2 separate regions of the Macaca mulatta genome follow, and region 2 is linked to region 1. The links are chromatin contacts, called in public Hi-C maps. All regions are on one chromosome and are shown on one strand. Each heading gives the region's core, a stretch centred on a gene start, on an enhancer-like site or on the middle of the called end of the contact. The rest is flanking DNA. Distances are from core to core; before and after follow the strand shown.

What was found. A called contact is a pair of places that touch in the nucleus more often than the background predicts.
Region 2: a contact with region 1 is called in a Hi-C map of blood, with 6 times the contacts expected there. The contact joins the promoter of NR4A3 here to the promoter of STX17 in region 1. A contact is called at or near these places in 3 of 14 Hi-C or Micro-C datasets (CD4 T cells, blood and cortical neurons).

The regions. Positions count from the first base shown.
Region 1 is chr15:58,497,041-58,500,383 of T2T-MMU8v2.0, reverse strand. STX17 (syntaxin 17) reads left to right here and starts at 1,840. Exons shown (of 9, transcript NM_001194798.2): 1 at 1,840-1,869.
Region 2 is chr15:58,583,681-58,587,023 of T2T-MMU8v2.0, reverse strand. It overlaps NR4A3 (nuclear receptor subfamily 4 group A member 3), which reads left to right and starts at 1,782. Exons shown (of 9, transcript XM_077965653.1): 1 at 1,782-2,337. It overlaps LOC144334614 (a long non-coding RNA gene), which reads right to left and starts at 158. Exons shown (of 2, transcript XR_013404661.1): 1 at 41-158.

The sequences.
Region 1 (3,343 bases), core at 591-3,090:
AAAGAATTTATTTTTTATTTTCTTTCCAACATATATACTTAATGTTTTGTTTTGTTTGGACTTGCTGGGTTCAGTTAGGACTTCAGGAAAATGTTGGCTAGTAGTAGCAGGCCTGCCCCTAACAACTTGATGACCCAGATTACAGAAAGAGGTCTATACACCGTAAGGTTGAATATTTAAAGATTATACATCAAGCTAACCAACAGTTAGACTGAAAAGTTTTGGCCAGGCACGGTGGCTCACATCTGTCATCCCAGGACTTTGGGAGGCCGAGGTGGGTGGATCACGAGGTCAGGAGATTGAGACCATCCTGGCTAACATGGTGAAACTCTGTCTCTATTAAAAATACAAAAAATTAGCCAGGCATGGTGGCAGGCGCCCGTAGTCCCAGCTACTCAGGAGGCTGACGCAGGAGAATCGCTTGAATCTGGGAGGTGGAGGTTGCAGTGAGCTGAGATCACGCCACTGCACTCCAGTCTGGGCGACAGAGCAAGCCTCTGTTTCAAAAAAAAAAAAAAAAAAAAAAGTTTTATCCTACTACTTTGACACATCTAACTTATAGCAAACATACACATAGCAACTTAGAAGTCCAGGTCCAAATTTAGAATCTTTGAGTACCACACCTCCCGATTTTGTACCTGAGGAAGTTCTTCAGAACTTAACACAAATTATCTTTCATTTCAGAAGGTCTTATTTCACTGATCCTTGCATAAACATCATTTTCTCATGGTATTGACTAATACTTTAATTTTTCTCCTTAGAATCAAAATTTGATAAACACATTCTGGGGCTCATTGTAAAACAAACATCAGCATACATTATGTTCCCAAAGAAAATCCAAATTGCTTGGTAGATTTGGTGCTTTGTTTTAGAAATTGTCTTTCAAGGCTTTTTAAAGGATCTACGGGCCCCTAATCTTCCCTGGTCCACAATTTCTACCTCCAATTCTACTGGAAGACCCTAAGAACTGAGTTTCCTTAACTGTGGTTTGAACATCCTGATCACTTCTGAGACAATACCATTAGTGAATACATTCTAAGCACGTCATCTGAATATTTACAGACATCTTTTAAAAACGGCTGGATCTGGAAGTTAGGCCATGAAGAGAGGAAGACCTGTGACTTGGACAAGGCTTCAAAGCCGGTCACCTGCTTGTTCATGTGGTAGCAGCTGGTCTAACTGGAATAACTTGGGAAGGAAATTAGGACACACAGTTGGAGTTCCAGCTCTGTCATAAGCTGGCTAAACTGGAATGAGTCACTTAAAACTCTTTGTTAAACCCCAGAGTCATAATCTATAAAATCGGGATAAAGACGTTTACCTTAAGCCCTCCACCAGTTTTTGGAGGAAACCACAACTGACTGAGCTTTAATTTTTGCACCTGTTGCAATTAAGATGGCACTCCTGCCCTGTCCACTTCACAGGGTTTTTGGGGATGGGATGGGGAGGCAAAACCTTTCTGAGCTTCAGTTTCAAAACAGAGCTAAGAATACATGCCCAACCCGCAAATAAAATTCTAGGAAGAACAGAGGAAAATAGACAGGAAAACTGCAAAATGCAGTCGGCCATACAAGCATGAATTGTCTTGAACACAACAAGCAGACCTGAAGAGGGTTTGTGCGTCTCTCTCCTCTTGGCTCGAGTCACAACCCCATAATGTAAATCAAAATCACTTTTGAAAAAGGCTTTCGCTGTTCAGAGCGGCGTCCGCATTTGTACTCACCTGCGCGTCCCCCGCACCCCACCCGGCTGCCTCGCGGGACGGGGAGGGGGCGGGGCCTAGCCCAGCCCACCCCTCGCGATGCCCCGCCCCGTCGCTCCTGCGCCTGCGCCGTGCGCACCGACCGGCCTCGAGCGCCACGGCGGGAGGTAAGGGGCTCTCTGGAGGCCGCCTCTGGGGGCGTCGGGCCCTGATAGGCTTGGTGGGCCGGGCGCCCCGTGGCGCGCGCAAGAGGCGCTGGGAGGCAAGTGGGGCATTGGATCAGAAGTGCGAGCCCCATGGTGGCTGCTCCTGTCTTTCAGAAGTGGCGGAGCCTCTCTCGGTTTCGTTTTTGGAAGCTTTATTAGAAACTGGTATAGGGAGGCCGCAGAGGATGCGAGCGGGACGGCCTTCCGGGGTCGCAGGGTGGAAAAGTTTCCGACGCGCGTCCTGTCTCTGGCGCGCTGTAGGCCTCGGGTCGCCAGGGTCGCTGGCGTCTGGGTTCCGGGACAGACCCGCGCATCCGTTCGCTGGTGGGGGCGTTTGTTGTGTGTGGCCCAGGTGTGCTGTGGGTGACACTGCGAGGAATGACGCGACGCTCGAGGGTAGTGGGGAGTGGACAGGGAGCGAGAGGCCGAAAGCCCCTGCTCACCAGACCCAGAGGTGGTTCGCAGAAGGTCCCACCCCTTGGCTCCCTCCTTTTAGCTATCTGAGGTTCAGAGAGGAGACCTCACATTGACTTTTCTCTCCAAATTCACTGTCTCTTCCATAACTCAGAAACCCAAAGCGGCGGGCCCGAAGAAATCGGGCGCCACCAGTATCCCGAAAAGTGGGACCTCTGAGCCGATGGAAGGTGTTCGTCACTTTTGGGGGCTGGGTTTTCTGAGAAATGGGGTCTTTCACTTATTAATAACCTCCCAAGTAACTTACTGGGAAACATAAGTATTATGGTACCCATCTCATATTAGTTGTAAGCACTACATGATAAAGTTTGTAAAGCACCTGGCACAGTCCTGGCACCCCTCTCTCCAAGTATTAATGCAGTGAATACCATTGCAGTTCTTTGACTTCTAAATGTTTCTACCTGTCTTACGTGAAACATCTTCTTATACATAAAAAAACCTTTTTATTTTGAAATAATTTTACAATTACAGAAAAGTTTCAAAAGTAGTACAGAGTTCCCTATTGCTTCCATTAATAATTTTTTAGATACCATAGCGCAATTATCAAAAGCAGGAAGTTAGTATTAGTATAATACTATTAACCGAATTACTGACTTGTGATTTTTTTTTTTCCTGTATTAATGTCCTCTTTCTATTCCAGGATCTACTCTAAGACCCGACATTGCAGTTAGTTGTCTTGGGTCCTTGGTCTTCTCCAGTCTGTGACAGTTCCTCAGTCTTTTCCTGTCTTTACATTGATAGTCTTTTTCAGTCTTTATACTCTTTCTGATCTTTACGCTTTTGAAGAATGCTGGTCAGTTATTTTGTAGAGTGCCCCTCAAATGGGGTTTGTCCAGTGTTCTCTCATGAGTAGATTAAGGCTATGCTTTTTTGTTAAGAACACAAAAGTGTGTGTGCCCTTCTCAGTTCATCATATGAGCGTAGCTGATAGATATGACTTATTGCTTGTGAGGTTACTCTT
Region 2 (3,343 bases), core at 533-3,032, 87 kb before region 1:
TTGAATGGAGAAGGGGCGGGGGTGACCGAGGGGAACCTACTCCGCTATCTGCGGCGCGCGCCGGCGGCGGGTCCCGGCCAACCGCCGAATTTAGTAACATCGCCTGCGTCAATCACGCGCCTCGCGTGCGTCAGCGCAGCGCGGCTCCAGGTCCTGCTCCCCCCTCCAGCCTTTGAATGGATACAATGTAGCAGCGCCCTCCTTCCTTCCGAGGCTGGATTGGAACCCGCGGCAGTGCAGAAACTCGGTTGCTCTCGGCTGGGTCAACTTTCGGGGCATCCTCCCACGATCCACTCCGCACCACCCTGTATGAATTGGAAGTGGAGGCGGAGAAAGATATACATGCCATATTTACCTATATGTAGTTTGTCTTCAAGTTTCTTGTCCTAGCTCGAACCTTCGATTCTGAAACGTGCGCTGTCTACGAAGGAATCCTTTATCTCCCCTCGGCGCACCACCCCCCCCGCCACCGCCCCCGCCACACACACACAAATTGGGACAGGTCAAATATATAAAATGGTATTTGTGATTCAAGAGGACCACATGGGGACCACTCTATCTGCATTGTTTCACTGAAATATTTTCTCCTCTCCAAAAATTCATTTCTGAAAGAGGTTGCGTTCACTCAGCAGCAACCTTTGGGACTAGGGATCTTTAACTCTGATAAATTTTGTTTTCATCAGGAAATTTACACTTAAATCTATCATTTCCAGGAAGAAATTGCTTTCCCTCATACAGTCACCCAGGCTATCGGCACACCATTTCATGACAAATGTGTCCCAGGAGACCAAAGCAAATCCCCTAGCGAGGGACTGACTAATAAATCCTGTTGATTGATTTCGAAATGTTTAATTTGGGAGATGTGGGCGGAGGGCATCTACAACCATCAAAAAGTGAAAGTGCTAGTTGAGAGTTCCATTTCTGACCCGGTGCTGGGGAGGAGGAATGATTTGCAGTAGTCAGACCCGCTCAGCTGTTCAACACGTGTGTGTTTGTTTTATACACATTGAGTAGTTTCTGCTGCAGCGCGCGTGTGGATGATGGATGTGCACTTCGCTGGGTTATAACGTGTCCAGTTAAGAAACCCACGCCGTACGTGTAAAGAAATCAAACCTTATCCCCGGAACTATCTGTATCCCTGTGTGAAACACGCACCCAGTAAATGATGCGGGGAGGGAGGATTAGCCTGGGCGCAGAGGACCGGAGAGACGTAAACAGCTTTAGAGCCTTTGCATGAGGAAAGTGCAGCTGCACCTCAGGGCGTCTTCGGGCTGGTGCCAGACGCCTTCTGCACCGGCTGCCAGGTCACTGAAGCTGGTCAGAAGCTGGCTGGCGGAGCCTTCCCTTTCGGAAGAGCTGTCCTCTCCCTTACCCCCCTCGCCCTGGCTCCGTGCCTCGGGGCAGCCTCGGAGGCGCGCCAGCAGCACTCCTCCAACTCTACTCCACCCGAGCCTGACAGCTGGGCGGTCCCGCCTGACCCATGGGCAGGCCGCTGCACCCTCCCGCAGACGCACGCCCTGGCGAGCGGTTCCGCTGCAAAAGGGCTGGCACCGCGGGTCCGAGAAGCCCCTGGTCGGCTGTGCGGCGGAGTTTCCATTGTGCGGCCGTGCGACTGGCCGAGAAACGCGCGCGCGCGCGCACACGAACACACACACCCTCCCTCGCACACGCGGAACCGGCTGGGCCAGGGGAGGGAGGAGGAGGGTGACGTAGCGTCCCATGGCGTCACATTGACGTCTCGCATTCCAGGCACTCTATGGAGAGGCCGCTAGGGCTCCTGTGGCATAAATGACGTGCCGAGAGAGCGAGCGAACGCGCAGCCGGGAGAGCGGAGTCTCCTGCCTCCCGCCCCCCACCCCTCCAGCTCCTGCTCCTCCTCCGCTCCCCATACACAGACGCGCTCACACCCGCTCCCTCACTCGCACACACAGACACAAGCGCGCACACACGCTCCGCACACACACTTCGCTCTCCCGCGCGCTCACACCCCTCTTGACCTGAGCCCTTGCTGGTGCAGCGCGGCGCCGCAGCCGGACGCCCCTCCCGGGCTCACTTTGCAACGCTGACGGTGCCGGCAGTGGCCGTGGAGGTGGGAACAGCGGCGGCATCCTCCCCCCTGGTCACAGCCCGAGCCAGGACGCCCGCGGAACCTCTCGGCTGTGCTCTCCCATGAGTCGGGATCGCAGCATCCCCTACCAGCCGCTCACCGCCTCCGGGAGCCGCTGGGCTTGTACACCGCAGCCCTTCCGGGACAGCAGCTGTGACTCCCCACCAGTGCAGATTTCGGGACAGCTCTCTAGAAACTCGCTCTAAAGACGGAACCGCCACAGCACTCAAGTACGTATGAGATTCGCCCAGTTAATAAGGGGACTTGCTAAAAAAGTTGGCTTGCTGGGAAGCGTCGCTCCTGAAATTGACAACTTTGAGTGTGGGGTTTCCTCCCCGACCTTGCCGCCCGGCTCCGGCTTTGCTAGCCCAGCGGCCCATAGGTTCTGATCTGAAACTTTTCCCCTGTAGTGGGCCCGCGGGGATCTCTGGAGCTCGTGGGATTCCTCCCCCACTCGAAGAGGCGAAAAGCCTCTAACAAAGAGGAGGACCGGGATTTGTGCTATAGCGGCTCCAGCGATGTAATTCAGGGTATTTCGGCTCTAGTTGTCATGGTAATGATGCTCTCGGCGGCGGCGGCGGCAGCGGCAGGGAGTTGCAGCTCCGGTGATGAACGGCAGTAATTTTCCTGCCTTTTAAGTAGGATTGAAAATAGGAGCTCTGGTGGGTCCAAGAAAATGTTCCTAATGGTGGCACCGAGCTGGTTCTCTGGAAGGAAGCTTGGGAGGGAAAGGCCTAGGCAGCCGTGGTCAGAGTTTGCAGAGGCACTCGGAGGACCTCAGGAAAGAGGGCGTAATTGTAGGAATGTGGCTTATTGTATTGAAATGAGCCTGGGGTTCCACTAGGCACGTCTGCCTGGCGTCGCTGACATGCCGGTTTACACTTTTCCCTTAGGAGGTAAATCGGGTGTAATTGGCGACTCCCGCGCGCTGACACGTGTGGGGACGGTGTCCCTCTCCTCCGGACCTTGGTTCGGTGTGGGAAAGGCATGCTTTACTTTTTCACTGACAGAACTCGCGCTTTTGGAGAAGTTGCTCCGAGTGTTTTACTATTAGTAGAAAGGAAAGTTCTCGGTGGTGAGACGAAAGCGGTCATGCGAGCGCGGTCTGCGGAGACTCACTTCCAAAGGCACCTATCCAAACTGTTGGAAGCCTCGGGGCAGAGGCGAGGAAGAACGCATTTGTCCCTTGATTTCCAAAAACGTTCTTGGAGATTGTCTTTTATTTATTTATGCGTC